2 separate regions of the Arachis hypogaea genome follow, and region 2 is linked to region 1. The links are chromatin contacts, called in public Hi-C maps. All regions are on one chromosome and are shown on one strand. The core of a region is the stretch at or near the end of the contact, and the rest is flanking DNA. Distances in the headings are between cores, read along the strand shown. Region 1 holds the start of LOC112759080. Region 2 holds the start of LOC112759092 (heavy metal-associated isoprenylated plant protein 39-like).

Evidence for each region. A called contact is a pair of places that touch in the nucleus more often than the background predicts.
Region 2: a contact with region 1 is called in a Hi-C map of leaf, with 2.6 times the contacts expected there. The contact joins the promoter of LOC112759092 here to the promoter of LOC112759080 in region 1. A contact is called at or near these places in 2 of 8 Hi-C or Micro-C datasets (both in leaf).

What each region holds. Positions count from the first base shown.
Region 1 is chr16:37,625,571-37,629,768 of arahy.Tifrunner.gnm2.J5K5, reverse strand. LOC112759080 reads right to left here and starts at 2,084. Exons shown (of 9, transcript XR_011874202.1): 1 at 1,661-2,084; 2 at 1,304-1,460; 3 at 655-955; 4 at 389-570; 5 at 74-181.
Region 2 is chr16:38,101,196-38,105,393 of arahy.Tifrunner.gnm2.J5K5, reverse strand. LOC112759092 (heavy metal-associated isoprenylated plant protein 39-like) reads right to left here and starts at 1,920. Exons shown (of 7, transcript XM_072220253.1): 1 at 1,328-1,920; 2 at 878-1,123; 3 at 1-102.

The DNA of each region.
Region 1 (4,198 bases), core at 835-3,334:
ATCTATCAAATACTTATGACTTCACTGCCTTTTCTTGATCTAAATCATCAAAGATAATTAATCCCGTTATTACCATTGCACATAGTGTATCAAAAATTCAGAATGAAGAAGCTTCTGGAAATTGCACTACTGTTGATGGTGGCAAGCTCTTCTCTGGCCACCATAAGAGTAGAGACTAGAACTGGTGCAATGAAACAGACCAGAAAAATGCATAAAAATTCCAAATTTGATTTGCATAATTACAAATTAGCAATAGGAAATCAACAAGAATGCATAAGAGTACAACCTTCACAACGATTGCTAGTAAGGAAGATACCACTTCTATGAAAATTGAACAATACAGGTTATGACATCAATCATAGCAAAAGGTAGATTTAAAAAAAAGTACCAGAAAATGAGAGTGAAAATGTGTTTGCAGATACATGAGATGCACAGAAGTCATGGGAAGCGGAAAAACGAAGTCTTGGCGTGAAACTTTCTTAGCGTCTCTCCCGCGGCTCCTCCAAAATCTTACTTTAGAAGACGAGGGTCAGTAAGACGTCTCTCCCACAGCTCCTCCATTGACAAAAGCTAGAAACAATTAATAATATGAAATCAGCAAAACACCATTTTCATTCTTAAATCTTAATTAATATAAATAACCATGTAACTTACCTTGTCTAGTGGAGGCACAGATGGCATGGCTACCTCCTGGTGGTCAAATCCTAATTCTTCTTTCTGTATATTAAGAAAATAACTGAAGCATACTCTAAATTTATAAAAGAGAATTTGTTAAATGAACATGTCTCAGTTGTTGTTGCATGAGAAGTCCATTCAATACTATCTTTAAGAACAAAAATTACTTGAAATGAAGCCAACAAAGTGAACACAATATTTTTCTTTTGAATTGCATCAACTCTCCACGTAGCAAAGCTCTTTCCATCTCGAAGACGATCAACTTTATATACAATTGGCACTGGAAGAAGAATGTTCATACTAAGTATGTTTGTTTACAATTATAAAGTAAAGTAAACAATCAATTTATTTTAGCAGTGCAATAATCTACATGAATGCATTGAGTTTATCTTGGTACAGAAGCATAGAGAGCTTGAAAATTGAAATTACCTACTGCTATTATTGCTTAGATAGCTTATGCTTAATGAGTTATTTATCTATTTTTATTCAAAGTTGAGTACCTACTAATTGATCTAGTCTCAACAAAGGACATTCAGACAAAGGATAAACAGTTCAATAAATATATATATCTCATCTTAAGAGAAGTAAAAAGAATTAGAAAGAGAAGTTTGTGAGTAAACGTGCTTACTGTGTAGGTCCCCTGGAAGAATAATGACAAGCTAGTAGGATTTGGTTACAAGCTCGTTCACTTTGGAAGTTGTGAGAAGCTTGAGTTAAGGATTGTAATTCTTGCATTTTCCACAATTTGGTTCACAAAATCACAAAAGAGGTGCAGAAATAGAAATCTGGAATAATTGAAATCATAGAAGCAAGTGAGAAAGTATATGTATGAAACTAAACTAGGCACAAATTGGAGTTAATAGAGATCTCAAATTCAATTCATCTCTCACAGACACGGAGATTGTCTGAACAAATTCGGATCGGAAGTGAGTGAGAAAATTTAAGTCCCGAACTAAACAAGAACAAATTAGGAAGAAATTCTCACCGCAATGACTTGGAACGACATAAGACTCAGTTCTACGAGATCTGATAGCTTCGAACGCAGCTTCAATCGAAGCTTCTAGAGACTCCCGCTCGCTCGCCTTCCAGATCTCCTCAGCCAGTCCCACCGGGTCCGCATCAAAACCGCTCTCTGAGTGCTTCAAGCCACCGGAGCAAAGGAAAAACTAGCGGAAGAACCCATCGTGGAAGGCGACGCAGAAGCAGAAGATCTAAGGAAAGCTTCACGAATTGAGAGGCTCCACGATCACCTCGTCCTCCATTCATAACTCTACCGGTGATGCGTTGACGAAGGAGACAATGACGATAACAACGGCAAGGAGAAGAATGGCAGTGGCGGTAGCGGTGGCACTGACATTGAGATTCTAGGGTTTCAGAATCTTAAAGCCCTGTTTTGATTTTTTTTTTTTTGAGTATGGGTGAGTTTTGTTTGGATTGGATTTTTTTTTATAATTTAATTGGATTAGGAGTATATAAAAATGGGAGTTTTTGTTAATTATTTAAGGAGGTTTTATAATTTGCCACAAATAAAATATATTATGGAAGTTTTTAGTAACTCCCATTAAAAAACTACCACAAACAAATAAAAGTTTTGTAGTGTATATGGTGTACACTCTCTGAGTATTATATATATATATTTAAATTTTCCCGTAAAAAAATATTTTATTAGATCAATAATTAATACATGGTTACTCTTTTTAATTGCAGACCATTAAACTAAATTGTTGCCTTAATATCCTATTTGAAACTAATGTATTCACCAGGTTATCTAATTACTGTGATTTGTGACGGTATTGACGGAATTTTTTCTAAAAGTTCCGACATTCTCGGTAAGATATATGCAGGTCTTGTGATTTTTTTGGTGACTGAAATAAATTAAACAAAGAAAAACAAAACAAACAAAACAAGGAACTGCCTAAATAGAGGGACAGTCCCGTTTAAGACTACTCTTAAACTCCTCCCAAGGTGAAAGAAGCTCCACATGTGAAAGTTGTAACTTCATCGCCATCTTTGCCATAGTATCTGCCACCGTGTTTGCATCTCTCATTATCAAACGAAAGTCAACCCACCAACTCCAATGCATGATATCTCTTATTTTGAGCACCAGTGGATCAATAAACCCAAAACCATCTTGAGTAACAAGATTAAATGCTTCCACACAATCTATCTCATAAATAACATCTCGTTGACCCACATCCCAAGCTAAGAGATATCCTCTCCAAATAGCAAATAATTCTCCTTGAAGAATACTATTACTCTCAATCATTCCCAAACACCCCCTTTGCCAGCTCCCATTACAATCTCTAATAACACAAGCAAAATCAACACTATCACCCGAACCAAAATAACTAGCATCACAATTAATCTTAAAAGTACCAATGGATTGGGGATTCCAAAAACCATTTAGAGTAGAGAGAAGGCACATACGTTGTAATTCAAAGATATTCCTAAGCTCCTTTTCTGAAGTTAATGCCAGACAAATCACTTTTTCCGGAGGCCAAGTTTCATCGGGATTAAAGATGTCATTATTCCTTGCTCGCCATATCCACCAAAGTCCCGAAAAGAACTTGAACGGATGCTCTCTGCTATGATACAAGAACCAGTTCTTCAAATCCAAAGGATGACAACAAATATCCAACCTATGCCAGACAAGCTGAGCTTTGGGACAATCTCGAATACAATGTAAAACCGATTCCTGGCTAGAAAGACATCTTGGACACTTATCCGATGACGACATCCCTCTTCTAAAGCGAAAACTTGCAGTAGGAAGAGCCTCCTTAAGACACAACCAATCCAAAAATTTATGCTTTTCCGGAACAAGCTGGCGCCAAAGCCAAAGCCAATTCTCCCGCTCCTCCCAACCAAACAGCTGCTTACACAACCACAAGTAACCATTGCGAGAGTTATAGACTTTGGCAGCAGACCCACTCCAATACCAACCCACTTCCGGACCTGCTTGTTCATCTGGATTGTAAGAAAGAATATTATCTTTCAGATTTTGAGATAAAGGAGAATAAAGAGTATCCAAATGCCACCTACCAACCGACCAAATATCCTGTATCCGGAGATTCGAATCAGAAATGTGAACATAATCGATCTCATTAGATAACCGTCCTTCTTTCCTCCAGCTAGAAAACCAAAAATTCTGGTTCAAATCTCCAATACACCAAGCAAACCCATCCTTCAACACTTCCCAAGCCTTGCAAAGACACCTCCAAATGGGAGAGTCCTTGTTCTTAGGATAACTAAAACAGTCATATAGAGATGATCGGTATTTGGCATCCAACAATTGGACCCATAGCTTGTTTGGCTGCTGGAAGAAAGTCCAAACTAGCTTCCCAAGAAGAGCAATATTTACACAATAAGGATCTCTAATCCCTAAACCTCCATATTTTTTTGGAGTAACCAGTACCTTCCAACTAACAAGATTCAATCCTCTTCCATCAACTTGTCCTTTCCAAAGAAAATTCCTCATCATAGACTCCAATTTACTAATGATTCCTTTGGGAAAAATAGAGACCTG
Region 2 (4,198 bases), core at 671-3,170, 480 kb before region 1:
ATATGAGTTATTGGTGGCTCTGAAAGGGTTTAATAGGGAAGAGTGTAGTTGCCAATATTGCAGCTTCAATGAAGTGCCTTCTTCAACAGTGACTCAGTGAGACTGTTAATAAGACTAGGAGAGTAAGTAATTACCTGAGAAAGATTACTAGAGAAATAATTTCAAAAGCAGTCAATTAACACCACTGTTCTTTTAGATACTTCCTCTATGGCTTAGAAACAATTCATCTCAATCATATCAACAAAGCAAAGGTGAATGAATATTATCAAAATAACAGTAACTCAATCATAATCATAATCAGCATATAGTTGTGTTAAGAATAAAAAATAATCCTTTTTTACAAGATAATTAACAAAATAAACAACATGAAGATTCTTTAAATAATCAGGTATTCAATTTACTAGGCAGAGTATATCTTTCTTTAGACAACTTAGCATATAAACAAGTCAACTGCAAACTAAAATGCAGTAAATGTAGTTTGATTTTTCCAACATAAAATGTGAACATTCAAGTCATGACATTGATGAAAAAAGAAAACAAAGAAGGCATGTCCTTGCTGGATTCACATTGGGAGCTAAGCTAGTTTTGAATTTAAAAAATGCACAATGATGAACATGTAGTAGTTATAATAATAAGCACCAAAGAATCATCATCTATAACAGAAAACAAGTTCCACTCTTTTCCATCTCTCTCAGGAAATTCATCAACCACATGGCAAGCATAACAATACTGAACCGAAATACAGTTAGAAAACAAGCAATTGAGAATGAACAAGAAGAGAAAGAGAATAAAAATAGAAATTGAGAATGAACAGAAACACACTACAAGCAATGTTGAGTGGATCGAATAAGAAGAGAATGCAGAAGTGAGAACGTACCGTTGCTACTGGCGGAGGAGACACATTAATGGAAGAGGTGCTTCGCTCAATATCTTATAAGCTATGACGTAGTGACCATATTTGGAAACGCGTCGATAGAGGAGGCGCCTTCACTCGAATGCAGAAGGTTGATGGAAGCGACAGAAACGAGATGAATGGTGTGACCATGACAGTGACAAGCTTTAGGGTTTCAGATCAACTTACTCTCATTCTCCTTTCCCTCTCATGTGCAATCTCAGATTATACCTAGAAGGAAAAAGAAAATTAACCAAGAGAATTATACTTAGAGAGCTATTGAGACGAAAGCTTCACAAAACTCAGATTCAACTAAGCAGGACCACCATTGAAGGGGAAAAAGAAAATAAAGGCTCTGTAAAAGGTTAACCAAATTAGAATTAATAAAATTCAAGATCAACTAAGATGCATAAAACCAGATAGCAGAAGCTCCACCGAGGACAGCAATGATGGCGTTGCTTGTGGTGACGAGGAGATAAGCGGCAGCGCAACGAACCCTCAAATCGAAGCCAGAAAACCTAATCAAAGAAGAGCGCTCCTTCGAAGGCAGCAACAACCGCATTGTATACCGCGGCAAGAGATGAACGCCGGCAACGAGCGAGATCTTAAAATTAGGGTTCGTCACATTCAGATCCCTCTCGCTCGCTCTCTCACATGCAACAATACTGATGATTAGTGATTACTCTCATATACAATACACCATCTCAGCTTTAAATATGTTTCCTTTTTTTAATGATAATGGCGTTTTAACCTGCCACAATCAATGAAAACTGCCAATAAAAACATGGTCATTCTGGAAGACGATAAAACCGCCGAAATTAGCAACAATTGTGGCAGTTATGTAAAACCGCCATAATATTAGTGCTATTTTAATCAAATTTTTTTGTAGTGTATATCCTAATACCATCAAAGTATGTAAACTGAGATCTATTGGCGAGAAGTTCTTCCAAAGTCGCAAATCTTCATCACTTGTATTTACTAAATAAATCTGTTGTGAATTGTAATAATAATATCCTTTTGGAAAGGTTGAGAGAGAATTGATTTAGTTTTTTTTTTATCAAGCATAGGAAGACTCGAATCCGCGACCTCTAAATGACTATGGGAAGACTATGCTATTTGAACTATAGTTCATTGGCGAGAATTAATTTTGTTAACCATGAAGATATGTAGAAAAGAAGGACAATATTAGAATATCATTATTAAAGAGTTAAATTATAAAAATATACGAATTTAATTTCTTCGCGTAAATTTTTTATATATATATTCAATTGTGTATTATTCTATTATAAAAAATAATTAATTTTTATATTTATTAATTAAAAATTTTAAATTTATAAATTTAATTTGATTATCAAATTAAATATTTTATATTAAAAATATATTAGAATTAAATTTAAATATAACTAAAATATTGTAAATGTTAGAAAATAAAATAAAATTAATTCTTAAAAGTATTTTTTTTATTTTCGAAAATTTTATAGATGAGATATTTTTATTTACCTTTTTGTTTTAGTTAATGTATAGTTTTTCTATATTAGTACTGGATGCATCTATTCTGGAAACGTGACGGCAAATGTTGATTGATGTAGATTGATGGGTGAATTATTTTTAGCAGAGGGTCAGAGACATCCGGATCCGAGAAAAAAGAAGAGGGAAGCTTAAGAAAAAGTAAGAAAAAAGCAGATATTGTTGTTCCAGACAATCCAATCCACTCAATCTCCTTTGATAAGAAATTTATGATTGGATTTGTTCCTCATTTTTCTCCTGCGAATGCATTATTGGGAACAAGAAAGTTTTAGGCAACAGGCAATCATATTTGGTTGTATTGCTATACAAATTTTACCTTCAAATTAAAGTTTTGGTAAATGTTAGATCATTTTGTATCTTTACAGAAATTAATTTCCACGTATAGTTAATGTCGAAAATTTGTACGAATACATCTAGTTACATATTATTATCTTAATAAAAAAATTATTTTTTATGTTTATATATATGAATAATTATTTCAAAAAATTATAATTAAAAGATTATGTAAATTTTTATTCTATTGTTGTATTAAAATTATTTTTTATTATTTTTTTAGTTTTAATATTTTAATTAAAATTTTTAATCTTAGTATTTTAAAAGAATAAGAAAAATAAAAAAAATTGATATCCAAGAATAGTTAATACAAATAAAGGGCAAATTGTCCTTTTAAAATAATTAGGGTTCAATATTATCAAAATGTCTTATGATTTTCATTCTAAAATTATCCTTATATAAATCGATGTATCTTAAAACTATTTATCAAGAAAGCTTAATAAATCAGTTTAAATTAATTTAATATATCCTACCTATTAAATCGTTCTGACATAAATTGATTTAGTAGTAAATCAACTTTATACAGTAATCATTTATTAGATAGGCTTCCCTAAATATATCGAATTTATATAAGGACAATTTTAAAATGAAAATTAAAATAAGACATCTGATAATTAAACTCCAACCATTTTAAAAAAAGTAATAATTTACCCACAAATAAATTTCCACTTTGGTGTCCTAAACTTCATCAAAATTTGAAAACTACTATCACGCGTGATTGTATAAATTGATTTCTTATTACATATTTATCTATTTTTCTATATATGAATCATGACATAATAAGGTGATTTATTATTTACATATAAACAGGGACGGGATGTACGTGATTTATTGTGGGGGTAAGCACCTTTATTATAATTTAAAATTTTTTAGTATATAATAATAATAATAATAATAATAATAATAATAATAATAATAATAATAATAATAATAATAATTTATTTTTATTAAATTATTAAATTTAATTTTATAATAATTTTTTATTTAATTTTTAGTATTTAATAGTCAATTTAAAAATTTTATATTAGATATTTATTAAAATGATTAATTCTCAATTTAAATGAAAATGATATGTTTCTAAAAATCGACTCGAAAGATTATTATTTATCTTTTTTATATTAACTTTAATTTTTTTCATAGAAACTATATTAATTGAAAAAAATTTTTTAACTTCAATAAGAGTTAGTTTCTAATTGTTTGAGAAGTAAATTTAAATAATTATTTACTAATATATATATATATATATATATATATATATATATAAGGAGAGATATTTTAATTGTATTGTTAAAAAAAATGACTCAATTTTTTTAAAATATAAAATTCAAATAATAAAATTCTAAAATATATCTTATTATTCAAATTATTATTTTAGTATTTTAATTTATAAAATAAATATTTTAAAAATTAATCATATTATATAATAAAAAAATATAATTACAATAA